Linked DNA regions of Rattus norvegicus: region 2 is linked to region 1. Evidence: chromatin contacts called from public Hi-C data. All regions are on one chromosome and are shown on one strand. The core of a region is the stretch at or near the end of the contact, and the rest is flanking DNA. Distances in the headings are between cores, read along the strand shown. Region 1 overlaps Sorl1 (sortilin related receptor 1). Region 2 has its middle 44 kb from the start of Trnap-agg75.

The links. Hi-C and Micro-C count contacts between places; a contact is called where the count stands out from the background.
Region 2: a contact with region 1 is called in a Hi-C map of psoas muscle, with 1.6 times the contacts expected there. The contact joins two enhancer-like sites. A contact is called at or near these places in 4 of 12 Hi-C or Micro-C datasets (frontal cortex, liver, mammary epithelial cells and 1 more).

The regions. Positions count from the first base shown.
Region 1 is chr8:51,384,420-51,390,313 of GRCr8, forward strand. All of the region lies in intron 1 of Sorl1 (sortilin related receptor 1), which reads right to left. Among named protein-coding and RNA genes, the nearest start is that of Sorl1, 14 kb to the right of the region's middle. Within about 2 kb of position 2,747, at least 17 of the 93 cell types and tissues checked have an H3K27ac peak or open chromatin away from gene starts, as enhancers often do.
Region 2 is chr8:51,466,513-51,472,462 of GRCr8, forward strand. No RefSeq gene overlaps it. Among named protein-coding and RNA genes, the nearest start is that of Trnap-agg75, 44 kb to the left of the region's middle. Within about 2 kb of position 2,104, at least 29 of the 93 cell types and tissues checked have an H3K27ac peak or open chromatin away from gene starts, as enhancers often do.

The DNA.
Region 1 (5,894 bases), core at 1,497-3,996:
TCAGACTACAGAGAACCTTCCTGGGATAGCACTGCCCAAGGGACTCCTTTGCTTTGCTTCATCTTTGTTGACGTCAATCCCCAGCTACACTGATCTTTACTCTGCATGTGTGATGTGTACCTGTAAAACTGTAAACACTATTTATTCAAAAAAAATTCTCTATAGGCTGTAAATAGTGGGATGGGGAAGGGGCCAGCTAATTGAGGATGGGCATTGGATGGAAGGAATAACTGTTTTTTTTTAACTTATATTTGAGCACGCACACACACATACATGCAAACACACACACACACATGCACACACATGCACACAAACACATGCATACACATATATATGCACACACATACACATACACACATACATGCACACACACATGCACACAAACACACACACATGCACACATACACACACATGCACACAAACACACACATACACACACAAACACACACACATACACACACATGTACACACACACACACACACACACACACGCACACACACGCTCATGAGTGCAGTATGTGTGGAGGTCAGAGAACGGGACAACTTCCTTGGAGTCAGACCTCTCCCTTCAACCATGTAGGTTCCAGGAACTCAATTTAGGTTATCTGTCTTGGCCACAAACATCTTCACCCACTGAGCCATCTCACCCATCAGAAGAAATACCAGAAGTTCTGTATTACAGTAGGATGACTATCACTGACAGCAACGGTTAATTGTACTCAAAATGGAGATGATGTTAAATACTCTCGATGCAAAGAAATGACTGACTCTGACTGGGATGCCTCTCAGTTCCCTGCTGTACCGAGGATGTACCAAGTATCTGACCATTGCACACACACTGAAACAGCTCCACACTGAACCTCAGGAACACAGACCAGTGTGTGCCAGTTAAAAATAAGCACACAGCCCTGTTGTCCTTCCCCATCCACAGGTGGCAACTCCAGATCCTAATGGCCCAGATGCGAGCAGAGAAAGAGCCTGAGTTCCTGACCAATAGACAGGCCTGCCAATCAATGATCAGGAACACTCCCTTGGAACTGATCAGATTTGAGGGATATATTTATTGACGATAGAAAGCTTTCAAGATTTGTCTGTTAAAACTGAGGAAGGGAACAAAAGGGAACAAAGAACTTGCTTTCACCTCACTCTTACCACATGGAAAATTAGCAGTGTGGCCTTTTCTCCTTTCCCTGTTGTGCCTGTGGCTGTACCGCTCTGAAACCATGTGTTCTCGCCTTAGTTCACCAATGCAAGGACATACATGAGCTCCAAGACTTGCTTTTCAGAACACTTGAGCTCTACATGTCACCCAACCGGTGGGGAAACCGACAAGCGGACAAGCTCCGGGTGCATCACTGAGAAACAGGAGAAGGCCTCCCCAAACCTTCAGAGTACTCTGAAACAAGCCTAGTCTCTGCCAGCCTCCGGAGTCATCTCAGACCCACAGGCAAGGAGGTGGAGCCTAAGGGACCCGGCGGGCGCCTGGAGAGCTCATCTGCCCAGCACCAACACTAGCTCTAGGACTAAGGAGTTCACATTGAGTGAGCCCACACTTCCGACTGCAGAGCTCTAGCAGAAAACCTGCCTCTCTCACAGCTCCACCCTCTTCCTTTCCTTTCCTTACCTCCTCCACCCACTCCGTGGGGGTGCTTTCAGATGTCACAAGGGAGAAGAAAAACACCTGGGCCACAAACTTGGCAGCCAGCTCCACCAAGGAGCTAACTAATCTGTAACAGCCCGGCTTTGGCTTTTAAGCACCTGCATCTAATTTGATCCAAGAACCAAACGTTTAAAAGTACCTGAAGAGAGACCGCTTCAAATAAAAAGACACTTGAGATACGTATATATTTTTGAGAAATAGATATATTTCCCTCCGAACTGCACTTCTCATTCCCAGTAGATATGTCCAGGCAAGCATCAACAGAAATGTGCAAATCAAAAACAAGAAATAAATTATTTAAATCAAAAAAAAAAAAAAAGCTAAGAGACTCTCCCATGCCCCCTCCCACCCCTGCAACTCAAACTTTCTTGTAACTTTCTCTTCCCTCCCCCTCCCTTCCAACCTAGGCTTCCAGGAAGAAACTGGAAATACTCATGGCTCAGAAGCCCACCAGCACAGACACCTCAGATACTCAGGCCAAAACCCTCTTGCCTACAAAGCCATCTGCACCCCAGGAACCAGAGAAGATCAAACAAGACACCTATGTAAATGGCACTCAGAAAAGGGGGTTAGGAACCTAGGAGAATCGCCTGAAGTTCCCATGAGATCTAAGATGAAAAGGTGACCCATCCGTATGCAACCTGGCCATCCTCAAAGACAGGGCGAAGCCCTCCCTCTGGCGGGTTAACAATCGGAGGACACTTTGAACAGGCTACAAAGTGTTACAGGATCAGAGTCGGGAAGAGGTCTGACAGCACTTGCTGGGGCCTTTGTAGCAGAGGACATAGGTTTTGTTATCTGATCCTAAGGGATGAGGGATGAAATGGGCACAAAAAGAGGCATCCAAATATTCCAAGGGGGGGTTCTTATAAAGAGGGCCTCTGAGGGGTGAGCTTGGTGGAGCGCTTTTTTCTAAGCCCTTTCTATCTGATGTCCCCTTTATTCCCAAGAGCAGACTGGAAAAGGGCAGCCCAGCGAAGGGAAAGAGAAGGCTCCCTGGCAAGCAAAGGCGTGTCCAAGGGTCACCAGGCACTCGCACAAACGGTTCAGTTCCTTGCCTTGGCAAAGATGTCAAGCACATCCAGTCATGAGAATAACTCCCTGGTGAGTCACCACTAATCTTCAAGGCAGCCCAGGTGCCCATCCCCCCTCCTCCAAAGCACAGGACCCAAATCAGTAGCAGGAATCGATGCACCCCAAGGACAGGCAAGGGAGCCAGGAGAGGGAAGTAGGCAAGCCATAAATTTTATTAAGGTCACAACATGCAGTCTATTTTCCTCCCGTCCACGGCTGGACTACAGGAAAAGGCAGGATGCAGTGCCCAGAGGACTGTGGCCAAGAAACCAACAGCCCCCCAGGGCAGCCCACACCATTGAGAACCCACAGATTCCTGTGGCTGGATCCCCTTGGTGATTTCTAGTGTGTTTGCCCGCGCTGCGGCCAGCTCTCCCTGTCACCTGCCCTCTACAGCAGCTGCAGGCTTGCAGACTGGTTCCACCAGCCTCTCCCACTTAGTTCCACAGGCTGATCTAGGAGACACTGGCCTGCCAGTGGGTGGGAGAAGGTGGGAGTGTGACTTTTCCAGGAACATAACCTTGATGTGTAGTCAGTCATAACCATAACCCCGGGGTGTGAACAACCTTCCTTCTCTTGTCTCTGGCTTGCAGGGCATAGCTGGAGCCTGATAAATGAGACACAATTAATTGGGGCCGGAAAGGCAACAGAGAGGGGCCGAGTGCCTCTGCTGGTGGGGGTGGGGAGGAAGGGAAGGTAAGACTGCACGCTACAAGGGTCTCCGAGAAAAACTCCGTCTTTGATGACAAACTAAATCTGTAGGCTTGTCGGACCTCTGCTAGGCTCGCAGGCAAGGGTTTAAGGGAACCCCAAGAGGCCCTGGTCTAGGATGAACGCCCTGGAGGTTCAGCCCTCCAGAGGCTACTCTAATATCAAACCCAGAGGTCCCCGAGTCCATAATCAAAACCCTAGAAGCCATGTGGCCCAGGATCGGTATCCCAGAATTCACCTGGTTAGAAACTAGAGACCTAGAGAGCCACGGCCCGAGATCAAAAGCCCTGTCCGTCCCATCCAGAGTTACTTATTCAGAAGCCCCTGAAGGTAGCCCATGAATGAGCCTTTGGAAAACACATAAAAAGCCTGAGGCTCGTTTGGAAGATGATGCATCTGCCCTAGTCTCCCGCTTCCAGGTATCGAGAAGCGAAGGCAGCACTGTGTTTGTTGATGGGTTGAAGAGGAGTCAGCACGGCCTTTGGTGGGGAGCTGGGGAGAAAGCTTGACTTCTGAAATTTGGCGTGGTTGTTAATGACGACTCTATGCGACGCTAATTCCTTGCTTTAATACAACATACCAGGCACAAAGGGTCACACACTGCATGACTCAGTCTCTATAAAATATCCTGGGCAGGGAAACCCATGAGGAGAGAGAGAAGTGAGCGGCCGCCAGGAGGCTGAGGAAGAGGAGAGGAGGGAATATCTAATTTTCTTTGGGACGCCGAGAACGTCACAGACACGGACAGAGATAATAGACACACAAGGCACGGGTGTACCGAATGCCACTGGATTTTCAATGGCCGTAATGTAAATTCCACCTCATTTTAAAAACGTTTTTTATGACCCATGTAGAACACTACACTCCTCAAGTGCAGATCCAATACCTAGGAGCTCCTCCTACTTGTAGGAAATACGTATTTCCTTTCAGCTCACAGTGAGCCCTGATGCTACCAAAAATACGCAGATTAGATGAGTCATAATGGAAGCCGGCTGGGGACAGGGTCTCTGGCCAAAGCGATACTTCAGAGCGCTGTAAACGGCATCTGCAGAGTCACCGCATCCACATCAACCTTGCTGTCCCCAGCTGGAGTGACCGTCACAGGCTCAGCTCCAGACCATTAGCGATTGCAGGCTCTCAGCCATCACGCATTCCTTGGCATAGCTCAAAGTCTTTACCAAACATCGCCACGCCCTCTGGCCATCTCTCAGTCCCCCAGCACACCCTAGGGATCCAAGGGATACGAAGGGGTATCCTAGGCTACGAAGATTTGATTCTTATTATTCAGATGTGGGGGAGGGGTGCGGCAGATTCTCTTCTGCTGTCCATTCCTTGGGCTCTGAGTTGTTATAAATAGAAGGGGAGAAATAAATGGCTAGGTGTACAAGGAAGTGCTGTACACCCCCATGAAGTGTGCACTGAGGTCTGCTAGACGCCAGGCACCCCGTAGGCTCTTTAATCGTGTCTTACCTCTGAGAGCATACCAAGGACTTCTGGGAGAAATTAGTGTTGCAGGGCTGAAGACAGGATGAGGGGTTGTCAAGAAACCTGTCTGGTCTTGGATGCTTACTCGGGAAGATGGAGCCCCACCTCTCTCCATTCTGCCATGACCTCCTTCACATTGGCTGACCATGTCCTAGACACCCCACCCCCAGTTCGACATCATCATGCCTCCTACATGCTTCTTCCTAGAACACATCTCGAGGTGTTACAAACAAGGCAGCCTCCCTGGCCATGACACACAAAGAACTGGTTGTCCTTCTTGTTGTTGTTGTTGTTGTTGTTGTTTTAATTGAACAGTGATATAAAACAAACACCCTTACATCCTTCAACTCTGAGGACTGAGTCAGCATCTCCGGAGTCCTCGCACCCCACAACCGACCAAAGTACCTGACACCATGGTGGGGTCCATCGGAAACCAACGATGGACTGCCCATGTCCAACAACAAGGTTTTTCTCCAACCGGGCGACCTAAATGTGAGGTATGCAAATTGGCTTCCAGTGTCCCCTTTCCAGACCAAGTCTCCACTATATTTAGAAAGCTCATTACACTCCCTGGACTTCCTACCTCAGGAGAACTGAAATCCAGCATCCGAGAGCTCCCTGAAGACAACCCTGTCTGTGGGGTCAGCACACTCACTTGACCTTGGAGTTGGCTGGAGCTGTGGCCCGTGCTCAACAGAACTCGCTAGCCACGGAGCTGACAAAGTCCCGCTGCACATCTTACAGACGAGGGAGCAAAAGCATGACCTTGAACTAAAACCCGGCATCTCACTACCATCTCCACCAGAGCTGTGAGGTTGCCATAACAGAGAGATGCATAGACGGGGGGGGGGGGGGGGAAGGTTAGCGTCTCCTCCTGCCACACCAGAAGGACAATAGCCATACTCTGACTAACTGGCAGGATCATCCCTACCTGTCATTCACTGCCATGCCACAGCCTCCAGGT
Region 2 (5,950 bases), core at 854-3,353, 81 kb after region 1:
GCGAGAGAGCGAGAGAGCGAGAGAGCGAGAGAGCGAGAGAGCGAGAGAGCGAGAGAGCGAGAGAGCGAGAGAGCGAGAGAGAGAGAGAGAGAGAGAGAGAGAGAGAATATATCACCATTATTCATCCAATTGGCCAGATCAAGTCCACAGTCTTGCCCAGAGTCAAGAGGTGGGGAAACAGAGGATTAGGGACTTTGAAGTCAATTGAATCAATTGAAATGACAAGGGACTCTGGCAGGCACTAGGTTCCTCTCCTGACGGATCTGACTGAAGGCTGTCGTTTTCAGGAGGCACCTGAGCTGCAAAGCACGACCCCTCCTCACCCTTGGCTCACCAGGCACCTCAGGCAGATGTCTCCCCAGACAGGCCTCCCAGCTGTTTGCTCCAGCTGTGCAACGGTGCCCACGCAATTCAGACCAGACCCAAGCATAGGGGGAGATATGACCAGAGAGAGAAATCTGTTAATAAAATATAAAAGTAAGTTTGAGTTTAACTCCGCGCAGACTCCCAAGTTTCCCTCAGTCTATATAGACCCTAGACTTGTCCACAAATACAGTATCTTCTTTTTTTTCCTTTCTTCTTTTAACTTTCAGTTTCTGAAATAGCATCTTCTATAGCCCAGGGTACATAAACTCCTGCTCCTCCAGCCTATCCTAGAGGTGAGCCACTGCGCCCAGTGTGTATTTACCACCTAGTGGTTTGGATAGGTGATTCATTGAACACAGCTTAAACGACTCCTGTGTGAATCCCCTCTCCTCCCCGGTGAGCTAGTCCATCTCAGAGGCAAATGACGTTACTTTAAATCACTGTCATCCAAAAAGGGAAGAGAAGATTTGATACAAACAAATACATATGCTTTGCCGTTGAGAGCGTAGTTTGAGGTTACTTTTCCAATTAACGTTATTTCAATACGGCATTTCCCAAACTAAGGCATAAAAAAATGCTCTCGTTCTTGTTTAGGGCTTCGTGATTTTCCATTGTGTGAGTGCACGGAAGCTTCTGTGATCACTCCCTGCTGGCGGCCATTAAGTTGATGTCCCTTCTCTTGGTGGTATATAATTAGATGCAAAGAGATCTGCGGGAAGACACAGACAGAATCCAAGTTTAGGATTAATGAATGGATTGATGACACTGGCTTCTCTATTGTCCTCTGATTGGAGTCTTTGTCTCAGTTGTAATTGTTAAACGGGCACGCTCGTGCACACACACACACACACATACACACGCACACACATGCAAAGATGGCCAATAGAAGATAAAGGAATTTGCATCCAAGAATGATGGTCTGAGTTAAATTCCTAGGTCCCATATGGTGGAAAAAGAGAATGGGTTCTAGAGTTTTGTCCTCAGACCTCCACAAGAACACTGTAGTATGCATGTACACAAACTTTTACACACACACACACACACACACACACACACACACACACACAAAAGCAAAAAAAAAAAGCCCACAGAAAATATCATGAGATACTTGGCATGTATCTGTTATATTGAACTATATGTTTTAACCAGACATACCAGAGAACAGGGTCCTGGAGGAGACAGATGGCTATGATTCAAAATAGAAGCCCGTCTGGGAATCCAGCCCAGGGCTGGAGTGTGTGCTTATCCTGCACAAGGCCTGTATCAAATCCCCCAGCACCCGCCTGAGTTTACAAGGCTGGTGGGTACTATTTGGGCAAGCCAGCTCATTGTAGCATCTCCTCATGCATGGCGGCGGCTCTGCACTAGGTGCCTCTGCTCTGTTCTGCTCTCTGCACTCTTCGGATCCAGAGGCTGAATTCAAGGTACACAGAATCAGTCACTTGGAAAAACCATGTCTTGGCCACGATCATTGGATTCATGTGGATCTCAGGTCAACTCAGGCAAACCAAAATGACAGTCAGCACTGAGAATTCAGGGAGGATGTTAACGTATCCACAGCCACCGTGTACACTGATTGTTTCTGAATGGTAGCGTGTGTACCTGCTGCCTCAGAATTACTAAGAAACAAGTTAGGCCTGGCATATCAGACCCATGGAGCCAGTTTCTCTAGAGTCTATAATAAGCTCCCTTCAGGCCCCGTCATGTCTGGGAACTCTACCAAGAAAACAGCATAAGTAAACATGACTGCGTTCAGAAACTAGGAAGCTCAGCCCTTCCAGAGTCTATATATGGGACACACCAAATGTTCCCTTGCTCAAGTCGCCTGACGCTAAGTCATGGAGGACTGAGCTTTCTCTCTGGCTTGAAAGGGCTCGGCTGCTGACATGGGTCCCTCATGGATGGGACTCTGAAGTGGTAACATACAGAGAAGCATGTGGTAGGGCAATCCTTGCTAGGAGGCTGCTCTAAATCTCCTTCTGCCTTTTCCACAGCCCTTCTAGGTGCGCAGTAAGTGGTGAATGTTTGGCTGTGACATTGGGATAGGTTGAATAGACAAGGAAGCTAGTCTGGGGGTGGGCGGTGGGAGGGATACTAAGTCCAAGACTGGCCACAGAGCCCCATGGGCAGAGGTGACTCCTAGGACTCCTTTACAGTAGCACAACCTGCTTTTTCTGGAAGGCGAATGGGTCTAGGCCAGTGGATGAGCAGTATAGGGCAGGGGGAAATATTGTCTGGATTTAAAGTCTGGAGTCAATATGGAGAGCTCTGATTTCTCATCAGGGAGCAAGGTTCAAAGTCCTGGTGATTTAGTAAGACCTGAGTCCTAACTGTAAAGGATCTGTTGGCCCTAGAGTTGGGCCATAGGGGACTGCCATTCTTCGATTTAATCTGACCTTCGATGCAGTTTTCATCTCCTGTGTAATTGCATTGCAGATTCAATCTCCGAACTCCAACCAGGACTCCATCCAGAGCTGTGTGTGGGTTGTGATGATTTGCCATTCCAGGGTAGAGATGAGCAAATCCACCCCCTTTCAGACATCACAGGCAGCTTCTCAAGGCCCTAACCACACCCTGCACAAAGTTGGCATTCAATGAACGCCAATGTATGGGGAGTCCAGGACAGTAAGGCGGCAATTATCCTGAAAGGAAGTTGTGTCTAGAGATAGCTGGCCTCTCCTACTGCATAGAGATCATGATGGGCTGGTGTTTCCCAGAATTCGTATTGGTGTTGTGAGTCTGCGCTAGTGTGTTTGTACAGAATAGCATGCAATAACCCTCTGTGGTCTCAAAGTATGCCCTTCTCACACACACACAAAAATCACAGGTAGAGATGATCCTCCTTGTCATCAGGGTCATAATTGACACTCCTACAACCAAAGACACATTAATGAGAAAGTGTAACATGTTGACCAATGTTTTATGTGATACAGGAGATCTAAAAAGTGAAAATTCGGTTAAGAGCACCGACTGCTCTTCCAGAGGTCCGGAGTTCAATTCCCAGCAACAACATGGTGGCTCACAACCATCTGTAATGGGATCCGATGGCCTCTTCTGGTGTGTGTACACAGTGACAGTGTACTCATATAAATAAAAAGTGAAAATTCAGACAGGGAATGGGGCTCTGTGGATAGAGTACCTGCCTAGTATTTTAGCTTAAGACTTTCGACTTGACAGCTACAGTCGTCTGAGAGAGAAATTGCCTACATGAGGACTATCTTGGCTGTTAACAGTTGCAAGAGGTCCCGGCCTACTGTGGGTGGAACTATTTCCTGGCCAGGTTGGTCCTGAGCTGTAGAACCTAGCTAGCTAACACAGGTTTTCAAGTTAGCCAGCAAACAGCATTTGCTCGTGGTTACTGCTCTGTTTCCTCATCTGTGAATGAGTTCCAGAGGCAAGGCTCTGCGGGACAGCAAACTTGCCCTGAGTTCCTGCTTTTATTTCACTCAATGATGGACGGTGAGCTACAAGCTAAAATAAACTCTTTCCTCCCTGAAGTTGCCCTTGATCAAGTTATTGGTCACAGCAACATAATGACATTAGAATACCTAGCCTGCAAAAGGCCCTGGATTTGATCGCCAATGCTACACAATTAGGTGTGGTGGTGCAGATCTGAAATCCCAACAGTGGGGAGAGAGACTGGAGAAGCAGGTGTTCAAGCTCATTTACAACTACTTAGCAAGCCTGAAGCTCACCTGGGTTGGAAGACTATTGAGATGCTCCTCTACGTCTCTAAGGGGAGTCCCCACCCATGCTGGGCGTGGAGAAAGAGGAACACCCACACTGCTGTAAGAAACCTCTCACTGCTGCTCTATAAGGAAGCTCAATGAAGTCCTTTGTTCCTCTGGGTGAACATAGGCCAATCTGTACCTGAGTTTGTATTTGGGACCTTAGTGCGAGGGGGTAGACATGCTTACACCTCCCCCTGGGAAGAAATTTTAGCAACACGGTCTCTCATGCACACCCCAGACTTAACCGCAATTTACAGAAAACACCCTCTAATGATCCCGCTTTCTTGAAGTTCGACAAAAATGCACAGTGAGTTGCCAAGACCAGGGTGTTCTTCATCAAGGACTCTGGAGAAGATAACACTTAATTTGCTCTCCTGTCAGCCTTGTTATGCGGATGAATTCCAGGGAGTGATGTATGCTTTTTTTGTAAAGTCAGCAAGCCATTGTTGAGCAGAACTTCTGCAGATATTGTCAGCAGGGACATAATCTGGGTCAATGAATCATAAATTCTATTTTGGTAGTTTGCCGAAGACAACACTGAAGACAGAGCTGTCCCGAAGGGGAAAACTTGAAAGAGACACAGAAGGGAGCAGCAATGCTGCAGAGCAGGAGAGAAAGGAGAGGGGCATTCTGCCCAACAGATTGTATGTAGGCTTCCCTTCGACTGTTTAGGCATCAAGCAGGTTGGTCTTTCTCTTCCCCTCTGGGTCCTGGAATAACAGCATAGCTGTGGATACAACAGACGGTGCAACCATACAGGAACTCGACACTGGCAAAAGGTCCCTGGGGTCTTCCAATGACTGCCGCTGCTCAGTTTATCAACTGGTAAAGAACCACTTTGTCCCTGAGAACAAATCCGCAGCCATTAAATGACAGCAGCTGGGCATGGTTCGCATTGTCCTTGTTTGTATAGGTTTCAGAAAACAGCAAGGTTATACACTAACTTACCTCTCTTTCCCATTAATGAAGTTCGGGTGCTGCTATTGTTGATGGGGGGTTGGGAGCAGAAGGAAGTGGGGATGTGTTCACTAGACTCGGGCTTTCTTCCATTATAACTTTATCTGACTTTATAAATGAAAAACACCGGAGATAAACAGTGATTAGCAGGCCTGTCGCTACCACTCATAAAGCGGTGACGTCTGCGCTCTTCCACTGAAATGCCCTTCTGTTTAGCTCATCAAGGTCACGGAGGCAGACTAATTACCTAGGGGTTTACTCACAGTCAAGGTCGGACAACTGTTTACCCCTTACCACGGTCCCTCCGCTGGTCCTCAGGGCTTCACACAAGTGAGAACAGCTGTCCTTTGTTTATGATGAGGACAGCAAGAAAAATGAAGAACTAGTAGCTGCAGGCGGGATCTGGAGGTGACATAGGAAAAGTGTCACTGTGCTCCTAATGTGGGGCCCAGGAATGAGTTACCAGGGACAGTGGCAGAAAAGATAGGAGGATCAATCACAGAAACCCACCCTGAAGTGGACCATTTCGGTACTCATCCTTCTGGCTAATTTGGGGTTCTGCGGGTCCCCATCTGTCAGCCATGACTGCAGAGGCAGGCAGATGGTGTTTGCCTCCACTGGAGAGTGTCTGCTCTCCTGAGACTCCAGTCCAGAGGGATTCTCTGGTTGGACTTGGGAAATGAGAGATAAATGACCCTCTTTCAAAATGAGCAATTATCATTTCTCATTGAGGGGAAAATGCTTCTGTTCCTCGTGGGGGGTGCCGGGGTCGGGGGAATGGGATAGAAAAACACTGCAAAGCTTAGGAGGCGATCTTCACAGCAGACCCTAAAGCTGCGTCCTTGGACCTCATTACCTGCTGGAATTACCAGAGATATTGGACCCCATAGTCCAAT